Linked DNA regions of Mus musculus: regions 2 and 3 are each linked to region 1. The links are chromatin contacts, called in public promoter capture Hi-C maps. All regions are on one chromosome and are shown on one strand. The core of a region is the stretch at or near the end of the contact, and the rest is flanking DNA. Distances in the headings are between cores, read along the strand shown. Region 1 holds the start of Itga5 (integrin alpha 5 (fibronectin receptor alpha)). Region 2 holds the start of Nfe2 (nuclear factor, erythroid derived 2). Region 3 overlaps Nckap1l (NCK associated protein 1 like).

Region 1 (3,175 bases), core at 223-2,722:
ACCAAGGCTCCTGGGAGGATCTGAGTCACACACCTCCCTAGCTGTATACCTCCCCCCTTCCTCCCCAGCTCCTAAATCCTGGGAAAAAAATCTAAAAGTCTGGGCTGAGAAAGGAGAGGGCTGGATTCACACATGTGGGACCCAAGCCTCACATGAATGTCTATAAACAGTAAATAAAAGTCCATTCTCCTCTTCACCTGGGTTCCCCCCCTGGCCAATCACACCAGAGGTTGACTTTGGGTACTGCTTGCCTCAGATCCTGACCCACAGATTCCTTATGTTTCCCACCTGACGAAGGGTCAGGACCTGCAGATGTGAAAGTGGAATGGAGCCAGGGTTAGGCTGTAGTCTGTTCAGCTGGCCTCTCTCTGGGGCTGCAATTGGCCCTGGAGATCTGCTTTTGAAGATCTAGCTGGGTGACTGAGGACAGAAAGCAGAGTAAGAGTAACAGATGAGAGGAAGCATGCAGCAGGAAAAAAAAAAAAATGACTCTGGGATTTTTATTCAGCATCCCCTCAGGCCACAACGGGTCAAAAGAGAAGGGCAAGAAGAGGGCAGGATTTTACTCTGTGGGCCTTATTCTGAAAGGGGAGAAGTCCTGGAGGAAAAAGGCTGAGAAGGGAGTAGAAAGCAAAGGGGATTAGGGGAGACTGTAGGCCTCTCTCCCCTCCCCCCAGACTAAGATAAAGACCAGAATCCTGAAAGGTGATCTCATCACACACAGCCTGAGCTAGGGGCTAACAAGGTACCTTCACTTACTACCACCCCTTCCTCTACTTACACAAATAATGCAAGTGTCTTGGGTTTCAGATGGCCAACAGAAGCTGAAAGTTGGTTCCCTTTGAAGACTCCCCACCACCACCATCACAACTGCTACCCATCACTTATCTTTCTGGGGCTTATCCAGGAAATCAGGCAATCTGATGAAGGAACTGAATTGAGAGGTTGGCCACTTGGTCAGGTATCAAATCCAAGAAAGGGCCAGAACAGAGACTTCCAAACCCAACGTTAGCAAATAAAGCCCAATGCTCCTGTGTCAGAGACCCCAAAAGTCCTATGCTTTCCACTCTATCAGCTTGGGGAGGGGCAGCCGCGGAATTCCCGAGGCCAACGAAGCTACCCCAGGAGGCTGTCTGGGGAGCGTTCAGTGACTGGGCTGCAGAGTCCCAATCTAGCTGGCCAGAACCCAGGCACCCAGTGGCCCCGGAAGGCAAGGGGAATCCCTGTTGGCCGGACGCCAGAGGAGTCCCCTGTCTCTCGACCCCAAAGTTTTTTTCCTGAAGAAATGAGGGAGACACACACACACAATATTCAGGCTCCCTCCGCCCCCCAGAGGTGATTCCTTTCCTCATTAGGAAATTTTCTGCTCCCTTTTCCGACTACTTTTCCGAGCGTTTACGTTGTACATCTGGAAAGGAGGGGGAGGGAGGAGGGGGAAGCGGAGAGGAGGGCGAAGAACCCAAGCCCGCCCAGTCTGAGCCAGGCCAGACCACCGGCCTCCAGCTGGGGCCGGAGCCAGGGTTCAGAGGTGCGGCCCCCCACGCCCCTTCGGGTGCGGGGCGCGGCCTCGGCGTCCCCGGGACCCAGGAATGCCCCCCCGCCAGCCGGCCCGGCGGCCGGGGGGAGGGCCCAGCCGGGAGTTTGGCAAACTCCTCCCCGCGTTGAGTCATTCGCCTCTGGGAGGTTTAGGAAGCGGCTCCGGGTCGGTGGCCCCAGGACAGGGAAGAGCGGGCACTATGGGGAGCTGGACGCCACGGTCGCCTCGATCTCCTCTCCACGCGGTGCTGCTGCGCTGGGGGCCCCGACGCCTACCGCCGCTGCTGCCTCTGCTGCTGCTACTGTGGCCGCCACCACTCCAGGTTGGGGGCTTCAACCTAGACGCGGAGGCCCCGGCGGTGCTCTCCGGGCCCCCCGGCTCCCTTTTTGGCTTCTCCGTGGAGTTTTACCGGCCGGGAAGGGACGGGTGAGTGGCGAGGTTGGCGGCGGGAAGCGGGCAGGGGGCCACCTGGAAACTGGGGGCGCGCCGAGGACTGGAAGCGACCAGGACTTGAGTTGGAGGGCGGAGTTTGGAAAGACCAAGACTTGAGTTGGGGGCCCAAGCTAGAATTGGGGGCCCGCGCTGCAGCAGGGAGGGACCGTGGCCGACGTGGAGTGTGAGATCGGTGTCGAAACTTGTGTGGCATGAGGAGAGGACCCGAATCTAGAAGCTGGAGAAGTACAGGCAGGGTCTAAGGGCCAACCGGGAGGAGAGGGCGCAGAAAGCTTAGGGTCTCTGGCGATCTGTGGGCTGCGGGAGACCTGTGGCGGGTGGGAGTCGAGGGGGGTGCGGAGGCCGGGCAGGGCCTTAGGAGGCAGTGGAAGAACCTCGAGATCCTCGGTGGGGCTATTGAGAGGGTTGGAGCTGGGTAAGCGTGTGCCGTAAGAGGAAAGACAGACTGAGAGGGTCGGAAGGTTATGTGGGGGCCAGTCTCATCCTCCCCTCCCCCATCAACTCAGACTCGGGAAAGACCCGGGAGGAAGACGAAGGCTCCCTCCCCTTTCTCCTCATTCTCCTGAATTGCCTCCCACCCCCAGTCTCTTCAGGCGAAGAGATCCAAGAACTTGGGGAGAATCCCAGAACCCTGGCACTGGGGGTACTAGGGCTAGTGGCCGGATCAATCCAGGGCGGTGCACGGATGTGTCGGGAGGGGTGTGAGTGCGCGCGCCTGAAGGGGGGTGGGCGGTTTCCCTCTTGCTCTAGCTCTTGGGAGGAAGAGAAAAGCTGATTTCCTGTAGCTTGTCGGCTGTAGTAGAACTCAGACTTCTGGGACTAGGGTCGGAAGCTGAGAAAGATATAGGCTCTCTGGGCCCAAGAGCATCAGAACGAAGGTTCCTGAAAATCTCTATGGAGAATCCTTATTTCCGGGTAGTAAGCAGACCTAGACTGGTGCCCAGAGGCTTGGGAAAATTAGAGGCCACATTGAAACAAACGTGTTTGTTTAAATAAGGAGAGGAGGTCTGGAAGTAAGAGAAAAGTGACGGTCCCAACTGCTGGGCTAAGGGACCCCAGATGCCATATTCCTGAACCCCTTTGATGACAGCAGTAGGTGTTTCTCCACCTACTAGCTCTGAGCCTCTCTCTGCCCATGGCAGCACCTACACCGACCCTGGGATCTTAGGGCTTGATTGGACCTTT
Region 2 (3,084 bases), core at 482-2,981, 110 kb after region 1:
GCATGTGTTTTCATGTCCACTGGCTATAGATCTGAGTGGGTGTGAAAACATGGACTGTCTTAGTCATATTTGTGTTTCTGGAGTAGAAAATAAATATTTTTGAATGAATAAAGGCTAAGGTCTGTCTATGTTGTATATAGATATATCTGAAATGCCATACACCCTGTTCATGAATTATCTGTAATCTGATATTATACAAACAACTGCATGTGTGACTGTTACTATCTCTTATCTCCTATGAGGACCCTAATAAGTATGCAAGGGCATGTATGTGACCTAGATTCAGTCTCACACTAGGCCCCAAGCCCACATCCAGCATGCAGTAAAGTCATTGGATTGCCTCCTGACCCGCATAAACTATACAGGTGTGTGTGATCAGGTTGGAATGGGAAGTACTCAGCCTTAGGTCTAGCTGAGTGTGGGAAATCTCAGAGATGTTAGCTTGATGGGAGGTTCCTTGTGGTATCAACACACTAAGTCATTACTTGCTTGACTATGTTGCCAGGTTGTGGAAGATAGTGGGGAGAACTAGAGTGGTCAAAGAAGACACTTTTGTGATCGAACAGTTGGAAGGCTCCCAGCAGCTGTTGTTCATGCTTCAGGCCAATATAGTCCCACTATTCTAACAGAAAGCACAATCCTATCCAAAGCGTTAGCAGAATGACACCTCTACCTTGGGGTAGGACTCACCTGCTTTTCTGCCTATCTTATTAGTTTGTTTTTCAGAGACAGGGTCCCATGCACATCAGGCTGGCCTCAAACTCACCACGTAGCCAATGTTGACCTTGAACTCACCTTTCCTCTAGCTCTTGAATACAGGGGTTCTAGGTCTTTTGTCAAATACCCAGCTTTGCTTCTGGTCTAAAAATGTTTCCAAATTAACTTGAATATCAGTGAGAAAAACAATAGAGAAAAAGTGGTGTAAGCCGTATCAATCAGAACCGAAGTTAGATAGACCAAAAAGACATGTTCCTTTGGTCTGAAAGTTACTGAAGCAGACACAGTGAGCACTCCTATAATTCCAGCACAGGGAAAGCAGATGAGAGACTTCTGGGAGAGCACAGTTGTCTGATACAGAGCTGTTGTGTACTAGGAGATGAATCTGATGTACATATGTAGCCTGGCCTGCAAGAAAAAAAGATCCCTTTTAGGGAGACTAATTATTAACCAACAGGACAGTCTCCCACCTAAGGACCCTCACCCCACACACACTGGCAATAAATAAATAAATAAACAAACAAATAAATAAATAAATAAATAAATAGGACAAAAAAGAATCCTTTGTCCTAGAGCATCTGAGGCAGGGGTTGGCGGGGTAACTCATTAAAGGATACCTCTAAGCAGCTAGCAGCCTCTCATCCCCAAAATAGTTCCCTTAGAGCCCAGGCTTTCTAGAAGTGAAGGTTGTTGCCCTAAGCAAATTGGACTCAGATACCTGGTTCTTACTGCCTGCTGCCTTTTGCCTTGTTATGACTTAGTTTCCCTGTCGGTCTTTAGGAGACACCACCTGAAAGAAAGAGGAGGCTGCGGGCCATGTTTATTTAAGCTTAGGAGTCTCTTGTGAGTGGACCATCGACTGTGAAGTCAGCCCGAACAAACAGGGAATGAACTGTCCTGGACCAGCTGGAGAGGGTCTGAAGCCTGTGAGCCCCGGGTGCCCCCGCTGCCACAGAGAGGCGGGGGCGGGGTGCAGCAGAAACCACACCGGGCTCAAGTTTCCTCTCTTGGCCAGAAGGGGCAGGAGGAGAAGAGGGCCACGGGGAAAGGGAAGGGTTGGAGGAAGCACTGGTAACTCCGACCGAGGGCTTCGGAGAGACCGCCGGTGCGCCCGCTTCTACCGGGGCCAACCGGTGCTCCGCGCCCAGCCATGGCCCGGGGGCGGGGCTCGGCCCTCAGTAGTACTCAGAGGCAGCGCTCAGCGCCCAGGAGGTGTCAGCTCTGACCCAGCCTCTCAGGGACACTACCCGCAGCCTCATCTCTCTCCTCGCCGGGCTTGGAATCCGCCACAGGTGCCTGAAAGGCGAGTCTGAAGGGACGCCTCAGTGGGCTCTGGGGAGGTCAGGCTGGGCAGGTGGAGGAGGTACAGGGAGGAATACCTAAGTTTCTGTCTGGATGTTTCTAAGACATCTTCCTAGACTATACCTGGTGTAGGAAACTGATACATTAGGAGTAATAATACTACTTGGAGATACTTTTAGATGACTTCCTGGCTGTTCTAGGACCCTTGGGGTGGCTGGGGTGGGAGGTTGTAGGTGGGGGGGCTACACAATGCTTTACTAAATAGCACCCTGGAGGAGCAGGGGAGTGAACAGGAGGAACCCTTCAACTGGCCTGCTGACTGGGGGAGCTAGTAGGCTCCAGTAATATGGTGCCACCTTGTACCCTTCCCCATGGTATTCTGTAGCCCCGACCATCTGAGATTTGGGGGAAGCGAAGGGACCATAAATATGGGATGTCTGAACTTCTGAAAAACCTTGTTACAGCAAGGTGGGGGGGTTGGCTGAGTGGTTCCCCGTTGCCTCTCCTCCTGTACAGTCCTAAGCTGGACCTGAAAAGAGGAGGGCATTCAATCTCAGTGTAGATGCTTCTATGGAAACTCTTGGCTGCTAGTAGCAGGAGGTTGAGATGCTATGGGAGAAAAGAGAGCCACCAGATCTGCGGACTGCAGCCTCTACTTATTGCTTCCAATGAGCCAGAGTTCTAGGGATAGAGTCACTGGAGAGCAGAAATTCATTCCCTTTTCCTTGTTTCCAAGCATCATGTTGATATATATATATATATATTCCCAGGGGACTAAGCCTTCGTGGTTCAAATCTTCCCTCTTCGTTCTATTGACTTCTTCTCTATTTTGCCTCTGCGTGCCTCTCCCTTTTGAGAAATTCTCCGTAATCTTTGTAACAAGGTTGCTTACCTGCTAATTTACACACCAAGTTTTACTCATATCTCTCTAATCCTTCCTTTGTCTGTGTTGACACCAAGAGAGGTGGGGTAACCTAATAAGCCTCAATACAGTACCCTGAAGCAAGCTCCCTGTCAAAGAAGTTCAAAGTCTTAGGCTAGCAGTGGAAGCCAAAATGTCTTCTT
Region 3 (3,203 bases), core at 546-3,045, 110 kb before region 1:
ACTCTTTCCCCCTGCTCCCTTTTTTAAGGTCTTGTGTAGTCAGGCTGGCCTAGAATTCTCTAGGTAACCAAGGACAACCAAAAGCCCCTGACATTCTAGCCTTTATGTCCCAACTGCTGACCTCTCTGCTCACTCTACTAAACAAGGGGGATAGACCAGCTGCTCACCAAAATCTACAGAAGTAGGGCTCTTTTTTTTCTTTCCCACAGAGGAACCAGACTGTATCAGAGTCTCTATCTAGCCTGTGACATGACCACCAGGATGGATCTAACAGAGCCATACTGAAGACTGCCACAGAATACAAACATGGGCCAGAGAATGCTACCTGTTAAGCCTGGCCTCCAGGTGACTGCTGAGATACTCAGATGGGAAGATGGTGTGTTCAAACACAGAGAAACTGTGCACATGATTCATTGCCAGTGCCAATTCAGTCAAGTTTAGATGTAGTTTGTCCATGCTGAAAGGAAAAAGAGAATTTGATTATGGTGCTGGTCTGGTGCTGTCCATTGGCTTCTGGGAAGGAAATACCAGGCTGTGTTTGGAGCTCTGCCACTCTTGAGAAACACTCAGCCTAGAATGGTACACACTAATGTTCTTCAAAAGCAAAGTAGGAAACTCACCTGGGTGCTTTTTTTTATCTATCAACTCACACCACCTCCCCTACTTCCACCCCACACACACCCAATCACATTCCTTCTTTCCCTTTTCTCCCTCCGTTAATACAGCGCCATTTGGCCCTCAGGAGCCAGACCCTCACTTAGTGACAAGGCTGCGGTTCTTCCGATGACTCTCTGCTCCTGGCTTGTCCCTCTCAGGCTCTCCTTTCCTGGGAGCCTGCCTCTGCTTCATGGACTTCTTATTCTTGGCTTTGCTGATGGTGGTGGCACAGTGCTTAGGTAGAAGCTTTGAAACAGACATGGTGGGGAAATAAGCAAAAGTCATTGCTAACAGCTGAGAATCATCGTCATCTGCTCCTTTCCCCACCCACCTAGCTTCTCTTTCTCTAGTGGGGAGTTTTTTAGAATGTGTTCGCCTCTTCCTGTGTGTTCATAAATATTTCCCTGTGTACATCCTCAAACCCTGAGATGCCAGTGTCTCTCAAGGATGAAAGCACTGCTCCCCTACCCACATCTGAGGTCTTTCCTAACAGAAAAATTTAAGGGAAAACAGTCAGAGCCAAAACTCCACTTACCTTATTTTGTAGGGTCCCAAAGTGGGGAAACAATACTTTTTGCTAGATAAACCTATCATCTCACCAGCTATACCCCTTATTGTTCTGTCTACTGCCCAGTCTATCTATCATGGCTCTCCCAGTTCTCAAAGTTTACATGTTCAGTATCCTTTCCTTGTTTCTTCTTTTTCTTAAATATGTGTATATGTATATTTTTTGCTAGCTAGCTCAAACATCAATCCTCCATTTCTCCTTTCTCTGTGTAGCCCTACAGAAAATACAAACTATCACTTGATACTCAAATTGCCTTAGGGAATCACTTTGGATGAGCCACGCAGGAAAATTCATTTTGTAATCACACTTCCTATTCTTAAATACAAACTCAGTAGATTCAAAAAATTCAAAAAATAAAATAAAATCCACCATGGTAGACAAAGATACTTTAATACAAAAGTATTTGTGGTTGGTTAAAAAACCAGTATCCAAATATATAACCTTAATAGTAATAGCATCAATAATTATTTACTCAAAATGTTAACTCTGAAGGGCCAATACTCACTTGCTTACAACAGTTCTGTGCACAAATAATTATTCACCAAGGCTTAGTCATTCCTGACACAGCACTGAGTAAGCCTGCCTACTATACATGTAGTAGATATTTGTAGAGTATGATGAATACAACTGTAAGTATCCTCACTTGTGTATCTTCTGTGCATCAATTACTTACATTCTTTTAATCACGTATTTGTATTTCCCTTACCTACACTGGGACATTCCCAAAGACAGAGATCATGTACCTTCCTTCTTGATCTTCACTCCAAACTATTAGCCTAAGAGATTAGTGTCCATCAAGCTTCACACAATACAAGTGCTAACATTTATTGGCTACTGTATATACAAAATATTTAGTGTACTCTATTTCATTTAATCCTCATTGCAACTCTGTGAAAAATGTTATTCATCCTTACTTGACACATAAGAAAATGAAAAAGCTGCATGATACAATAACTGTTTATCTGTACTCACAAAGTTAGACATATTACACATGTACAGACACACACACTCATAGCTTACTTCCTCTCCTACAAAAGTTGCTACTATTCTGACTCAAATCCAGGAAGGGTGGGTAGTCTGGGAAATTCAAGGCTCCATAGACAAAAACAAAACTAACTTCTTATTCCTGATTTTCTGAAATGTAGGCTGATCTAATCATGACCAGGTGCTATGAGTCAGTAAAGGGAGAAAGACAAAAATAAAATAAAAAAAATAAAAATCCAACAACCCAGAAGACAAGAAAGTAACTAGCACTAGAGTGCTTGAAAAGTTCAGTTAGTTGTAGACTGGGATGCTGATAAACAGAAAAACTAGACAAGATAGAGACCTGGGACCATTGTTGAAAGTATGTGAGCACCATGCAAAGAAGACAAAGTTCATCTCCCAAAACTCTCCAAATGGAGCACAGATTTTAATGGAGTTTATCTGCTCAAGTAAAAGTGTTTTCAGGTATTTCTATCCACTGAGTGTATCCAACCTACCACAACAGATCATGTGCAACCAAGGATAAAACAAAATCACAAACATTAAGACATGTGTGTGGTGTGGTGTGTGGGTGTGTGTGTGTATGTGTGCGCGCCCCATTTTGTAACTCAGTTGTGGAGTTCTCCAGTATGAACTTTGTAGAAGACTACCTCAGGTCACAATGTCAAAAGGTTATGTGTTGTGATTCTAATCCCAAGAGATTATTTGAAGTGACTATACTGATAGAGGAATTCTAGCCTAAACCAAGTTCACAAAAGCCCTAGCCCTACTCAAGAAATGGAGAATCTATCTGACCTGTGAGAGAGAAACAAGAGTGGCCCGAGGAAAAGGCACTGAAGGTAAGAAAGGAGACTGAACCAGGATGAGGGGATACCTGTTCATTCAGGTTCCGCTGTTCCGCACATATCTCAAGCACACAGTTGCTGGTCTGCTTGGCCAGATCTTCCAGGAAGGAGTTGCAGTGGTGAAGACCATGGTTCTTCAGGTGAGGGTA

The links. Promoter capture Hi-C pulls out the DNA fragments that hold promoters and counts their contacts. Capture Hi-C pulls out chosen DNA fragments and counts their contacts.
Region 2: a promoter capture Hi-C map of pancreatic islet shows a contact between it and region 1. The contact joins the promoter of Nfe2 here to the promoter of Itga5 in region 1. A contact is called at or near these places in 1 of 39 promoter capture datasets (3T3-L1-derived adipocytes), 3 of 115 datasets of contacts at active chromatin or transcription factors (embryonic stem cells and hepatocytes) and 3 of 9 other capture datasets (adipose tissue, liver and pancreatic islet).
Region 3: a contact with region 1 is called in a promoter capture Hi-C map of macrophages, with 6 read pairs. The contact joins the enhancer-like site here to the promoter of Itga5 in region 1. A contact is called at or near these places in 4 of 39 promoter capture datasets (the HPC-7 cell line, HPC-7-derived erythroid cells, hippocampal neurons and 2 more), 1 of 15 datasets of contacts at CTCF or cohesin (the NIH/3T3 cell line), 7 of 484 Hi-C or Micro-C datasets (the 63-12 cell line, the HPC-5 cell line, bone marrow-derived macrophages and 3 more), 6 of 115 datasets of contacts at active chromatin or transcription factors (bone marrow-derived dendritic cells, bone marrow-derived macrophages, embryonic stem cells and 3 more) and 5 of 9 other capture datasets (adipose tissue, bone marrow-derived macrophages, liver and 2 more).

What each region holds. Positions count from the first base shown.
Region 1 is chr15:103,365,088-103,368,262 of GRCm38.p6, reverse strand. It overlaps Itga5 (integrin alpha 5 (fibronectin receptor alpha)), which reads left to right and starts at 1,472. Exons shown (of 30, transcript NM_010577.4): 1 at 1,472-1,963. The coding sequence starts at 1,737.
Region 2 is chr15:103,254,086-103,257,169 of GRCm38.p6, reverse strand. Nfe2 (nuclear factor, erythroid derived 2) reads left to right here and starts at 1,731. Exons shown (of 3, transcript NM_008685.3): 1 at 1,731-2,020.
Region 3 is chr15:103,475,978-103,479,180 of GRCm38.p6, reverse strand. It overlaps Nckap1l (NCK associated protein 1 like), which reads right to left. Exons shown (of 31, transcript NM_153505.4): 18 at 3,084-3,203; 19 at 758-903; 20 at 326-457. Among named protein-coding and RNA genes, the nearest start is that of Nckap1l, 24 kb to the right of the region's middle. Within about 2 kb of position 1,795, at least 14 of the 459 cell types and tissues checked have an H3K27ac peak or open chromatin away from gene starts, as enhancers often do. A contact at or near this core is called in the NIH/3T3 cell line, bone marrow-derived dendritic cells, bone marrow-derived macrophages and 1 more, where this site is marked.